Linked DNA regions of Mus musculus: region 2 is linked to region 1. A link is a contact called in public HiChIP or PLAC-seq data. All regions are on one chromosome and are shown on one strand. Each heading gives the region's core, a stretch centred on a gene start, on an enhancer-like site or on the middle of the called end of the contact. The rest is flanking DNA. Distances are from core to core; before and after follow the strand shown.

Region 1 (6,751 bases), core at 311-2,810:
GAGAAGCCCCCCACAGAGGAATGGATGGAGCTGTCACAATGTAGTGGCTTCTCCCTGACCGTGGAGAGCTCTGTTACTCTTCCCAGGACAAAGAGTAGGGCAGAGCCAGGTCCGCAGGCCCTTCTCCTCTGCTCTGAGGCTTAAGCCCTGACTCTTCTGCTCTTCCCCTTGCATACACTCCAACAGAAACACTCATATGGAAAGACAAGAAAGGAAAGCTGGGGGGGCTGGTGAGATGGCTCAGTGGGTAAGAGCACCCGACTGCTCTTCCAAAGGTCCAGAGTTCAAATCCCAGCAACCACATGGTGGCTCACAACCATCTGTAACGAGATCTGACTCCCTCTTCTGGAGTGTCTGAAGACAGCAAAAAAAAAAAAAAAAAAAAAAAAAAAGAAAAAAAAAAGAAAGGAAAGCTGGGTTTGGGTCTGAGGAGGGCAGGAGGGTGGGGCAATACTGTGTACTGTCTGCTCTAATGCCGGGCTCTGTGTGAGTTACCCACCTCATACAATCCCACTGAGTAGGCGGCACAGTCCCCAGTTGACAGAAGGACAGGGACAACTGAGGGCTCAGGGCTGTGCAGCTTTCCCCAGCCTGCCAATCTGTCCCATAGCCTTGTGACTTTGACCATATTACACTCTCAGAGGTGCTGGGGTCTTTCCGGGCTGAGAGGGGTCTCCCCAAGGGGCAGAAACTTACAAATACAGATGTAATAACAGGCTGACGACAGGCACCTGACCAAAAGAAGATGTCCACAGACAGACGAGATAGCATGTCAAGGCATGCGCTGGGGCTGGGTACTCCAGGCTCACAGTCTCTTTGCTTGTTTTGCTTTTTTGAGACAGGGTTTCTTTGTGTAGCCCTGGCTGTCCTGGAACTCTCCTTAGACATCTGTAGACCGGGCTGACCTTGAACTCATAGAGATCTGCCTGCCTCTGCCTTCTGAGTGGGGGAATCAAAGGTGTGCACCACCAACTGTCCAGCTTCAAAGTATCATTTTTTTATTCTTCTCTTGCTTGTGTATATGAAAAGGGGTCTCCCATAGCTCAAGCTAGCCACAAACTCACTGTGTACCTGAAGGTAACTTTGCCCAAGTGCTGGATCACAGGTGTGCACAAATCATAGTTTCTGCAGTGTTAGCACACAGAGCCTCATGGACTTGAGGTATCATCTTTAATTCAATTTTGTTTGGTTTTGATTTATTTACTTTTATTTTATGTACATTGTCATTTTGACTGCATATATGCATGCCTGTGTGAGAATGTCAGATCTCCTGGAACTGGAGTTCCAGACAGCTGTGAGTTGCCATGTGGGTGCTGGGAATTGAACCTGAGTCCTCTGGAAGAACAGCCAATGCTCTTAACCGCTGAGTCATCTCTCCGGCCCTAACTGCTGAGTCATCTCTCCGGCCCGCCCCCCTCCCCCTACTCCCCTCCCTCCCACACACCCACCACTCCCGGTTTTGTTTTGTTCAAACAGAATCTCACTCTGTAGTCCAGTCTAGTCCTGACCTCACAGCAAGCTTCATGCACCAGCCCCTCCCCTTCCATCCCTGGGGCGTGGGGATGACAGAGTATGCTCTTGTGCAGGACAGGACAGTGACCTGGTCCCTCTCACCCTTCACTTGTGCTCTGCCCTAGGGACCCTCACTCTAGCCAGAACTTGTTTCATTATTCTCATCCAGAGGAGGCCCCACACCCACCCTCCACTTAGGGACCGGGCTGTCTGCCGGTGAGCAGGAAGGTGAGGGAGGGGCTGTCTGACGGTGAGCAGGAAGGTGCACGGTCCTTACTACAGATCTGGCCCAGTGCCAGGATGACAGGGGCGCACCCACCTCTAAGGCAGCGTCCCCATCTGCAAACTCACAGCCCGTTGGCAAAACACCTTCACACGCTGGCATTTTATAGCTGGCATCTTCATATGTAGGCTGCCGCCTGCTGTTACAGGAACGCGTAATTTGTGGATTTCGACAGGATGCTCCATCAGAGGCAAAAGCAAGTGTTTGTAAAACATACAAGTCAAGAGAATTAATAGGCCATTAAAGGGGGCGCTCCCTTCCAGATAGCCAAAAGGAGAACGCGCCTGACGTATAAATCTTTAAGAGTTCACTGCTCCGACAAAAACCAAAGTACACACACATGCTTGCATAGGTAGAGGCAGCAGGCAGCCTCTGAGAGGACCCAAGTGCCCCTTGTTGTGGGCTGGACTTAGAGATTTGCTTCTGACAGTAAACTACAGGAGTGAAGAGCTACCACCTGCACAATTAAGCTTCTTAAAAACCGTGGGGAAGCTGGGCTTGATGGATCAGACCTGTGATCCATCCCTGTGACTGTCTGACTGCCAGGCTGGGGCCAGCCTGGTATATAATGTGAGCTCCAGACCAGCCTGGTGCTCAAAGAAAGGAGACTGGCCACAGCCTCTAAACACTAGGAAGGGGAAAATGAGTCTCTGCCTCTGATATACTCTCTCCTCCATGGAAATATCATGTCTGGAAAACATTGGATGACAACTGGGGAGAGTACAACCCTGCTTATTGTGTGGTACAATTCCTTCATCTAAGGTGTTGGTTGGTTGAGTTGGGTAGTGTGTAGCCCAGTTGGCTATCTATCCCTTTCTCTGTCTCTCTGCCTCTCTCTCTGTCTGTCTCTCTGTCTCTGTCTCTCTCTCTGTCTCTCTGTCTTTCTCTCTCTATATATATATATGTGTGTGTGTGTGTATTTATATATGTATATATATACATATATATATGTATATATATGATGTATGTATCTTTTATTTATTATTTACATTTATTTGATGTGCACATGCACCTATGCCACCACATGACGGTGGAGGTCAGAAGACAACTTGTGGCAGTCAGTTCATTTCTTCTATCCTGTGATGGGTCCCCAGGAATTGAACTTGGGTCTTCAGACTTGCCAGCAAGCAGCTTTACCCACAAAGCTAGCCTGCTGGGCATCCAGCTCCTTCCCGAGAAGCTGTGTTGGGCTGTGTAGCTTATGAAGGCCTTCCTGTCTCTATTGCCCGCCCAAGTGCTGGGATTGCAGGTGTGTACCACCGGGTCTGAATCTCTTGTTTCTAAGCCAAGCTTTTAAGAATCGTGGTTTGCTTTCTTCGCTTTGCTTTTTATTTCCAGACAAGTTCCCAATTTTTCTAATCCTTCTGCCTTGGAGCGCTGGGGTTCCTGTATGCTAGGCAAGCATCTACTGACTAAGCTATAGCCAAGCCCCTTTAAGAACCATTTTAACAGGGTTGGAGAGATGGCTCAGTGGTTAAGAGCACTGACTGCTCTTCGAGAGGTCCTGAGCTCAATTCCCAGCAACCACATGTTGGCTCACAACCATCTGTAATGAAATCTGATGCCCTCTTCTGGTGTGTCTGAAGACAGTGACAATGTACTCATAAACATTAAATAAATATTAAAAAAATCATTTTCACAGAGCATGGGGTGCATGCCTTTAATCCCAGCAGAGGCAAATAGATCTTTGTGAGTTCCAGGCCAGCCAGGGCTATAGTGAGACCCTGTCAAACATAAAACAAAAGGTATCAGTAACCATTTAATTTGAATGTCTTAATGCATGCAAAGAATCGATCCACAAGAGACTCCACAAGACACCCTTTCATTAAACTCAGCTCCCAGCCACATTACCCGGTATGCAGCCTGATTTCTCTTGGTCTCAGGGCTCAGGTGACAACAGGGGCACCACCTGGCCACATTTGCTCTTTTCCCAGGTAGGAATCAATTACTGCAGGCCCTAAGAACCAACCCCTTCCTAGGGTGAGACCTGCCAACTGGTCCTCTCTCTGCAGGATACAGATGAATATTTATGACCCTGAAAGTGCTTCTTAAAAAGGGAGGAGAGACCTCTGACACTGCCTGAGTCCTAGCAACATGACTAAACGCACCAAGGAGGTCGCAATGCCAGTAAACTTGGGAGCCGCTAAGGTGCCTTTCTCTAGAAAATGAAGAAAAGTGAGGTCAGCCACCATACCAAACACGGTTACTCTTTCTTTGGCAAGACTGAGATGAAGAAGCAGGCAGCTGGCATCTCATTTGGTTCCTCATTTGGTGGCCGCCAAACGCTACTCCCTCATCACATACGGCGAATGTGGGGGCGGCTCCCAACAATATAGGACAGCCACCAGACAATTAAAGAGGCTTGCTCTGGAGACGAGGATGTCCTGGGACTTGCAGAGATCCTCCTGCCTCTGCTTCCTGAGTGTTGAGATTAAGGGCGTGCATCACCATACCCTACTCAGCAGTGCCATTTGACAGGTTCTTAGACACAAACAAGGGGTTAAGGTATGTTTTAAGAACGGGGGAGGGGCATGTGTAACAAGGTCATACTCACCTTGGGAAGAGCAGCAGCACCCTAGGGAGAGGTTGCCCGGGACACCATCACTTTATCTTGAAGCTCGGGGACATCTTTGAAGTTGGCTTAACCAGAAATAGTAAGAATAAAAGGAGCAGGGCTGGAGAACCGGTTCAGCCAATAGGAGCCCTGGGTGTTCCTCTAGAGGACCCAGGTTCAATTCCCAGCTCACAACTCAACTGTCTCAACTGTCTGTGAGCTGGAGGAGGAGGAGGAAGAGGAGGAGGAGGAAGAGGAAGAAGAAAAGGAAGAAGAGGAAGGAGGAGGGGGAGGAGAGAGAGGAGGGGGAGGAGGAAGAAGAGGAGAAAGGAGGAGGAAGAGAAGGAGGAGAGGAAGAAGAAGGGTACCCAGTATGAATGTAGCTGAGGCAGGAGAGTGCTATGAAGCACAAAGAGCCCTGGATGTCATCCCAGTACTGCATACACAGAATGTGGTGCCACATGCCTGCAATCCCAGTCCTCAGAAGAGGAGGCAGGCAGGGGGATCAGAAGGTCAAGGTCTTCCTATCAAGTCCAAGGGCAGCCTGGGCTGCAGTGCCCCATCATTGGAAAATCTGGCGTGGTGTTGTTTGGACTTTATGCTCAGAGATAGAAGACAGGGAGCCCAGGAAGGGTCTTGGTCCAAATCAAGAAGGTGCAAGAGAGTATGGACCCAGGACCACCTGTGGGCGAGGGAAGCCCCTTGTCTGGGGACCAGCAAAGAGGCTGCAGGCTCTCCTGACAATTCAGACCAGCATCCTTGCCCATGGCACTTATGGTACCATGTCCAACTCTGGCCTAAGGGCAGCTCCCTCATCTGTAGTAGAAAAGCACAACACCCCCACACCCTCCCAGACCCACCCGCAAGGATGCACACAATGAACAACACATGCCCCAGACAGGCCACAGCCTACAGCAAAGCTGGGATGGAAAATGAGCCTCTTGGGACCTCCCTGAGGACAGGAGCCTTATTCCTGGGATAAAGGGAAAGAAAAATTACAGGTGATGCGGTCTGGCTTCTCTGTGGGTAGAACTTTCTAAACCGTTCTGCAGCTGGCTTCCCGCATGACGGGGCATCACCTGGCTCCTGTGGCTTCCTGAAATGAAGCCATTCAAAGCCCTGGAAGGACGACTCCCCCCTCCTTTCCCCCACCCTAGCCTTGGAGCCTGCCTTGCACCCCCACTAAGGAGAGGCACAAGCATTTGTAACTAGACTCCATGGTCGTTGTTTGGTCTCCTTGAAGTTGTAAATAATTCAGGAGAAAGGCTCTCCGCAGTTTTAATTAACCCACATAGAATTTCGGAGGAGGAAGCATACACCCTCTCCAGCCTGGCCTCCGCAGGTAGGAGTGCCTTGTTAGCCAGAGTCTCAAGCTGGGCGCGAACTGCCTGCTAATAGAGATTTCAGAGGAAGAAGCCAGCATCTAAAAAAAACATGAGGCCTGGACTGAGCAAGCAGGCCTGGGATGAGAAAGGTTCAGATCTCGGGCCCTGTTCCATCTCTCCTCCTCAGAGCAGAACATGGAGAGAGGGACTGTCCTGTCTGCCTCGCAAGGTGAAACATGGTACAGCTCACCATGTACCAGAAAAACCCACACTTGCTTCTTGTCCAGAGGACCCAGGTTCAATTCCCAGCAACCACATGAAGGCTCATTACTGTCTGAAACACCAGACAGATCCCTCTTCTGGCTTCTGTGGGCACCAAGTATGTACATGGTACACAGACAGACAGACAGGCCCACATTCATAGTAAAATTAAAAACAAAACAAAACAAAAATATCAGCCCCACAAGCAGGTACCTGAGGCCTGGATCCTGGGTAGAGGGGAAGAAATGGCCACCCCAACCCTGTGACTAAGTCCCAGTGGATGCTCTGTCCTTCTCTTGGTCCCTTCAAAGTGCATCGAACCTGGCTCAGTCACCACACTGCTCAGATGAGATACCTGTGTGCTCCAGCTGGGAGAGACTGCCCATCACACAGAATTCAGCGAGGGACCGCCAGAATAGTGCTTTCTAGCACCCAAATGTCCAGGCCATCCTTACGAAGGCTTGCTCAGTCGCCAGAGGCCCTCAGTGTAGGGGGAGCCTCAGGGTGGAGAACCAGAGGATGATCTTGCTCTACTGCGCAGTACTAGAACGGAGGAAGGCGGGTGGGTGGAGTTCTAGGAAGAGCCTTCAGTCTGCTTTAGGGGCTTATAAAGTGAGCAGGTGCCGGAGGGGGAGAGTATAGGTGTGTGGGAGGGCTGCGGCCAAGAGAAGACACTCAATACGTGTCCCTGGTGACAGTGGCCTAGATTACCACCTACTCTGGAGGCTGAGACAGGAGGATTTAAGAGTCCAACGTCAGCCTCAGCAACTTCATCTCAAAATTTAAAACCTGGCGAAGGGTCCAGTAGACGGCTCA
Region 2 (7,326 bases), core at 2,845-5,344, 77 kb before region 1:
TTTTCCCCATCTATATAATAAGCTCGATAGCATGCCATCCTCCACCCTGGGGAGGTAATACCTGTGAGCCCTCAGCAGTGCTTGGAGTTACAGCACAGGGCCAGCCTCTGCTATTACCTCAGTGTGCTAGACTAGAGACTGCCCCACGCTTGCTTCTCTTCCTTCCTCAGCAGGAACCCAGACCTGGTGCATCCCCAGTGGCTTACAATAAAGCCACGCCTTGGTATCCCTTGAAACTGGGTAGGAGCCATGAGCTAAAGACACAGCCACTGGGCTATGTAGGAAGAAGACCGCCTTGGTCACCCTCCTCACTGATGTGTGTCTCTGAGACCCAGATGTTTGTGGCCAGCCTGAGCCTGTGGCAGACTTGGGGTGTAGACTAAGCACCATGTCCCCAAGGCACCATGTACCTCAGCCTGGCCACTTCCTGAGACTGTGAAAGTCTTGTCTGGTCACTGCGATCCTGTGACATCTGATCTAATCCTACCAAATATGGCATGAGACTTTTCAATAGGACAGCTGTGTCACAAGCGTGACTCAGGACTCCGGCTGTGTACCTGGGATGACCTTGAACTTGTCATCCTCCGGGCCCTACCTCCTGAATCCTGAGATTACTGTTCCATTCACACTGCTTATGGGCTCTAGGGCCTGAACCCTGGGCTTGTGCATGCTAGGCAAACACTCTACCGACTGAGCCACACTCCCCAGCCCAACCCTGTCTTTGTACCATCCACCTGCCTGTGCCTGTCTTCTGACACGCCCACCCTCAGTCTTGTCTGTGGTTGTACCCAGGAACTCTCACAGGGAGGGACCCAGGGAAGACTGCTCCGTGGACCCTGCCGTCCCCTCGCCCTCCCCTCCTCCCCCTGGTACCTCCATGGAGCTAGTGTTAGAGTCAAGGACACATCATCAGGGAGACCCCACAGAGCAGCCACTGCTGCAGTAAGGCAAAGGCACGCGCATGGAGGCTTCCGGTCCGTACCTGGAGCTGCCTCGTCGCCATGGAGCATAGGGAACAGAGAGAGCAGGTTAGTGACCAGAGGCGTGACCAGAGGCAGGCACCACCCGCATAAGTTTCCCAGGATGGGGGACCCATGCTGGAAGATGGCGTCTTAATTTCTAAGCTCCACCCCTGCCTCTCATCCCACCAAGTTCCACTCTCCTAAGGCTCCCCATGGGGTTTACATCATTTATTAGTTCCTAGATGCAGGGCAGGAGGATCTCATCAGAGTCCTCCACAGAGCGGCCGTCCGGTGGGAACAGTGCAGGGGTTGGGGGGAGGGGGGCAGTCGCCATCTTGTTAGGGACTACTTGGAGCCATTTGCAATAATCCAGTGCATGCCCTAGGCTTCGTGCAGCAGATGGGAGCTGCCGTCTGGATCCTGCACCTGTGCCTGCAGCTTCAGGCATGGACTGCAGAGGCATGGCCTTGGCTAGGTAAGCCCTGTCATTGTGTGGCTGGAGCCTTCCTGGTTATGGGGGTGATCAGCACCAGAACCAGGTGCGGTAGGCGTGTCCAGCGCTGGCATGCAGATGATCTGTGTGGCTGTGGCCTATGCTTGGGTGGTGGTGGCAGTGCGGTGGACACGGCTTGTGTCAGAAGGGGCTGTGGCCTGTCCTTGTGAAGGCACAGAAGGTACAGTGAATGTGTCTGGTACTGGCGTGGGTGTGACACACACTCAGCAAGTGTTGTGGGTATGGCCCGCATTGGAGCCGGTGTGGTTGGCAGTGGGCTTGCTGGGGCTCACCTTCCAGATACTCGCCTCCTTGCCGTACACCACCGCCATGTTGCTGGCCTTGCCATCTTTGATGAGCTGCTTCTCGGTCTCATTGAGCTCCTCGGACACGAAGCCCATGAAGGAGTTGTCTGGGGTGTGAGCTACAGCCCGGCCGCAAAGGGGGAAGAAGAGGTTATCAAATGTCCAAGCAGAAGCCTGCTCCCTTGAAATGCCTCTCCCAGGAGTCTCAGCTGAGCGTGTAGGGAGAGCACCCATGGGTGGGCTGGCCTGGAGCTCGGAGCAGGGAACCCCCAGGGCCATTTGGCTCCCCAGTGTGTCTCCAGATGGTCTGACTCTGGGTAACCCAGTCGGGTCTCCCTTCTCTGCTCACTCCCTTTGCTAGAGCACAGGCTCCTTTGTCTCAGCAGACACGTGTCACTGCAGGGGGGTGTCCTCCCCCTTGCTCACCCCTCCACCCCCCAGCACACTGACAGCTGTTTCCAAAGCTCTCTTGGCAGGCTCTTTTCTCTAGAACAATCCTTTCTGATTTGGGTCCCATCAGGTTCCTAGACCTGACCAAGACCCCACAGGCCAAGCTCCCACTCTCTCTGTTCCCAGCTTGTCCCCAGCTCACCTCAGTGTCCCCAGCCAGGGCACCTTCACGATCACACCTGCTAACCTGTATTGTATGGCTGCTGTGCCTCTATCCTCCCTTTTCTGAGAGATAAAATCCCACATGGTCCCGCCCCCATCATCTGGCCCCATGAGCCTCTCTGAGGTCTGCCAGCCTTCCTGCCCCATCCCACCCCCCAAGCTGGTTCTCTGTAGAGAACACAACAGAGAATTAAGATAAAGACCTCCTAATACTCTTCCAGAACCCAGTTGGCAGGGCAGGATCTGACTTCCTCTCTGTCCCTCAAGGACAAAGTAAGTTTTATCTCTTTTTAATAATTTTTTTTTTTTTTGCTTAGATTTTGCAGAAAAGCACCATTATTGCATTCTTGTTAGAAGATGACCCAAGACATATGGTTTGTCTAAAAGAGTATATGATCAAGGGGGCAGGGGTTCTCTCCTTATTCAATTAATGCTTTTTTTTTTTTTTTTTTAAGTTAACGAGATTTCTCATCCTGCAACAGCTGGGCTGAGGCACTGAACACAGCCACAATCCTGGGGTCAGGTGTGGATAAACCTGTCCACAGGAGGACTAGCTTTCCATCTCCTCTCTTGTTCTCCTGCCTTGGACCTGAGCAGCTCTGGCAGTGGCCCTGGGAGATGCTGAAACCTGGAATCAAAGGTCTCCAGGGTCCACTGCTTTCCTGTGTGGGCAGAACCCTGGTGAGTGCCAGCCGCAAGCAAGGCATTCTCAGGCTACCTGAGACACCCCCAAATTCCTGTCACCCTGTTTCCCACCCCATATGCTTGTGATCCACACCTTGGCCTCACGGGCATGGAGGGGGAGCTCCCTCAGGGGAGCTAATCAAACACAGTGTGGCCTCCCCAATCCCTCCTTGAAGGACAGGCACATGGACAATCCCATGAGACATTCCCGGCCACATCTGGTGTACCTTAGGCTGGCTTTAACACTCCCCCATGTAACTGAGGGTAACTCCAACATTCTGATTTCCCTGTCTCCACCTAACTGCTGGAATTATAGGTGTGCACCTACATGTCCCGTGCTGCTTGAAACCAGGGTCTTGTCTGTGCTAGGCAAGCAGTCTGCCAACTGAGCCCCATGCCCAGGCCCGGATGCCTCCTGTTCCAATGCCTGGGAATGCTGTGGTCCTAAGCTGACTGCAGAATAGACCCAAACTTCCTTCCTGCTCTTGGCTTTGCAGTGAGGCAGAGCCCTGCCCCGAGGCCCAGAGCCCTCTGTGTGGGTACTCAGGACAGAGGATGGTTCTACTGTCTCCCAGGGCCCTCTGTGTGGGTCTCAGGACAGGGGATGGTTCTACTGTCTCCCAGGGCCCTCTGTGTGGGTCTCAGGACAGAGGATGGTTCTACTGTCTCCCAGGGCCCTCTGTGTGGGTCTCAGGACAGGGGATGGTTCTACTGTCTCCCAGAGCCCTCTGTGTGGGTCTCAGGACAGGGGATGGTTCTACTGTCTCCCAGGGCCCTCTGTGTGGGTACTCAGGACAGAGGATGATGCTACTGACTTCCAGGCAATTCTCAACTTTAGAAGCATCTCTAACGCACAGAGGCAGCTAGAGCCTCTGGATGGATGGATGAATGAATGGATGGATGGGTGGGTGGGTGGATGGATGGATGGATGAATGGGTGGGTGGATGCTTGGCTGCCTCCCTCCATCAACCTCCGGCTGGGCTGGCTGCCTCTTCCGGTGGCTTCCCTCTCCTCAGCAGCTGAGGACACATCAGGCCTGCCTTGCCCTCGGCCAGAAGGGACAGGTTTAGAATATAATTAGCTGAATCAGTCAGTGTGAATGGACAAGGAAGGGCGGTGGCCAATTAAAATAACAAGGACAATTAGACAAAGGGCCCAAGGCAGGTGAAGGTTAGGCCAGGAGAGGGAAAGAAAGCCAGCCTGGGCTACCTAAGACCCTGTCTCAAAACACTAAAAAGGACAGAATAAATTATAAGGTGAGGAAGCACACTGTTTGAAAGATGAAGGAAGAGTGTAAGTAATGGGAAAAAGAGAAGGAACATTTGATTAGGGTTCAGGAGGATGAGTAGGAGTTTGCCAGATCTGCCAGTTATTGATTAATTAACTCTGTGTGTGTGTATGTGTGTACTTGTGTGCTATAGTGCATGTGTGGAGGTCAGTTTGTGGGAGTTGGTTCTTTCCTTCCATGCTGTGGGTCCCAGGGATCGAACTCAGGGGATTAAGTTTGGTAGCAAGCTCTTTTACTTGGTGATTCATCTTGGTAGCCCTTGTTAGAAAGCCCTTCTTTCTTGGAGACAGGGTTTCTCTGTGTAGCCTTGGCTGCCCTGGAATTCTATCTGTGAACCAGGATGGCCTCGAACTCACAGAGATCCACCTGCCTCTGCCTCCCAAGTGCTTAGTAGGTTCTTGCAGAAGCCTCTGAACCCATCTTCTGCCCCCCACTGACCTCCACCCCTTTGGCCATCTGCAGTCCGCTAATGCACTCTGCCTGCAAAGTTTCTTCTTGAGCCGAACACAGTGGCGCATACCTGGTCCCTGAGGCTTCTCTTATCAAATCTGCCTTCCTTTCTAAGTGGGAAGGAAGACTTTTACCCAAGACTCAAATTCTACAGCTTTCATTTCTCTACCCTAGGTCCCCCGCCCTCCCCTTGATATATTTTCCCTCTGGACTTCACCCCTGTGACATATTGTGCCCAAACTACCCTCCCTTCTGGGCCTCACAGAACTTCCAAACGTGCTCCCCAGCAAAGAGTGATTCCCACAGAGGTGCGTGTCCCTAGACAGGTCTCAGTAACTCTCTGGACCTCAGTTTCCTCCTCCAGACTCCATGGGCTGCAGGAATTGTCCTACCCGTCTGGGAGCTAATGAAGGCATCACTCAGTGATTCTGCTCTCTCATCTCTGCCCAGCGCAGCCCGAACCTAAGCTGCTGACAGAAACGTCGAGTTTGACGCCTTGAATAGAGATCATATCCTCTGCGAGTCTCTGGGAACTGTGCGGAACCACTCTGCTCTTAATTTAGACACGATCCTAACAAGGTGGCTTCTCTGGCTCTCTGGCCCAGAGCCTCTGAAGTACCACAAATTAGATGCTTAGGATGCTACTCTGCTCGCAGCTGGGGGCCGGTGAGATGGCTCAGGGTGGAGGAGGGGCCTGCCACCAAGCCTGACATCGTAGGGAATCACATGACAGGAGGAAAGAAATGATTCCTACAAGTTGTCCCCTGACGTCCCCACACTTGACGTGTGTGTGCTCCACTGCCACGCCCCCATACGCACAAATGAATAAATAAACCCAATAAAAGATCTTTTCAGTGATACCAAAGAGACCCTTAACCAAGAACCACACATGACTGAAATCCCAACCCTTGGGAGGCTGAGGCAGGAGTTCAAAGCCAGACTCAGGGACATATTGAGAGCCTTCTCAAACATTTCAAAGTGGCGGAGGCTGGGGCTGTAGCTAGTCTAACGTGCACAAGGCCCCAGGTGCGGTCCTCAGCGCTGGAAATGAAAAGCAGGCTACAAATGCTGGCACTGTGCTCCCGAGGCACTGTGCTCCAGAGGCGCTATGCTCCCGAGGCGCTGTGCTCCCGAGGCACAATGCTCCTGAGGCACTGTGCTCCCGAGGCGCTGTGCTCCAGAGGCGCTGTGCTCCCGAGGCACAATGCTCCCGAGGCACTGTGCTCCCGAGGCGCTGTGCTCCCGAGGCACTGTGCTCCCGAGGCGCTGTGCTCCCGAGGCGCTGTGCTCCCGAGGCACAATGCTCCCGAGGCGCTATGCTCCCGAGGCACAGTGCTCCCGAGGCGCTGTGCTCCTGAGGCACTGTGCTCCCGAGGAGTTGGTCCCCTTTCTTCAGGCTCGCCCCAGTGTTGGAACCTAACTAAGCTCCCATGTTTCCAGAACCTTCAGGCTCGTCCATCTGCTTAGTTATCGTCCCTTTGTGTAGAAAGGCCCGCATTTCTTTGCCCCACCCACTTCCAGTTTCTCTGATTCGTCCTGGAAACTTCTAGAAGTCCACTGGGCCCCACCCCCACCCCCCACCCCCGCTCTGAGCCACGTGCTTCTGAGAGCTCCCAGCCTTGAATCAGTCCCAGCTCTGGACACAGCTTCTAGAGTCTCTGTGATGTCTGCTTCTCTCTACTTGTTAAGGCCATCCCATTGGCCCAGGAGGAAGGAGGCCCGCCCCTGCATATACGGGGAGACCCGCCCCTGCACATGTTGGGAGACCCTGCTCCTGCACACATTGGGAGACCCCACCCCTGCACGCATGGGGAGACCCGCTCCTGCACATACGAGGGGTACCCCTTTCTCTGCCAGTAACACTCACGGAACATGGTCATGAACTGCTTGGGGTTGAGGTTCCAGTAACCCCAGTTGGTCCGGTAGCCGTGCAGCGTGGCATACTCCTCGTGGTTGTACGCTGGCTCCGTCCCAAAGGTGTCGATGACTCGGATTCTGCACCTGTCCTCCCCAAGAGTGAACCAGGACTGAGGTCAAACCTTCCTGCCTGTCCCTGGACTCGGAGTGCCCCTGTGACCGTGCTGTGGCTAGGTCAGGGAAGTACAGTACTTGACAAGGGCTCCACCTAGGCACTGCCTCACCGTGTGACCACAGCGGTACATCACGCTCTCTGTGCCAGCTTCCCCAACGGAACAGCAGAGGCCACTCTGGATGCCTGCAGGGCCCCTGGTTGGTATCCAGAAGCCAAGCCATCACCTCCACTGGAGTGAGGCTAGGAAGAGAGGTGGTGTCTGAAGGGGTTGGGGTTCCTTCATTGTCCAGAGTCATTTGTAAGCTATGCTTTGTTGGGAAGAACGGGGTTCATGGGTGGTCTCCCGGGGACCTGAGCATGGGAGACTCCTCCACTTTTACTGCCCCCCTCCAAAGCTTGTAGTCTAAACCCCAGAGCTCCTATAGGATCAGCTAACCTAGGGCCAGGTCACTCAGAGACCATGGCTCCAGAATCCCTACCCATGCATCCTGAGTGTCTCC

Evidence for each region. HiChIP or PLAC-seq counts read pairs in DNA pulled down with a chosen protein or histone mark.
Region 2: a contact with region 1 is called in an H3K27ac HiChIP or PLAC-seq map of embryonic stem cells, with 32 read pairs. The contact joins two enhancer-like sites. A contact is called at or near these places in 2 of 15 datasets of contacts at CTCF or cohesin (pro-B cells and stem cell-derived epiblast-like cells), 1 of 484 Hi-C or Micro-C datasets (nephron progenitors), 5 of 115 datasets of contacts at active chromatin or transcription factors (embryonic stem cells and forebrain) and 4 of 9 other capture datasets (adipose tissue, embryonic stem cells, liver and 1 more).

Annotation. Positions count from the first base shown.
Region 1 is chr11:116,888,855-116,895,605 of GRCm38.p6, reverse strand. No RefSeq gene overlaps it. Among named protein-coding and RNA genes, the nearest start is that of Mgat5b, 27 kb to the left of the region's middle. Within about 2 kb of position 1,560, at least 19 of the 459 cell types and tissues checked have an H3K27ac peak or open chromatin away from gene starts, as enhancers often do. A contact at or near this core is called in embryonic stem cells, where this site is marked.
Region 2 is chr11:116,967,854-116,975,179 of GRCm38.p6, reverse strand. Mgat5b (mannoside acetylglucosaminyltransferase 5, isoenzyme B) reads right to left here. Exons shown (of 18, transcript NM_172948.3): 10 at 6,662-6,795; 11 at 1,749-1,879; 12 at 983-988. Among named protein-coding and RNA genes, the nearest start is that of Gm33829, 40 kb to the right of the region's middle. Within about 2 kb of position 4,094, at least 7 of the 459 cell types and tissues checked have an H3K27ac peak or open chromatin away from gene starts, as enhancers often do. A contact at or near this core is called in embryonic stem cells, where this site is marked.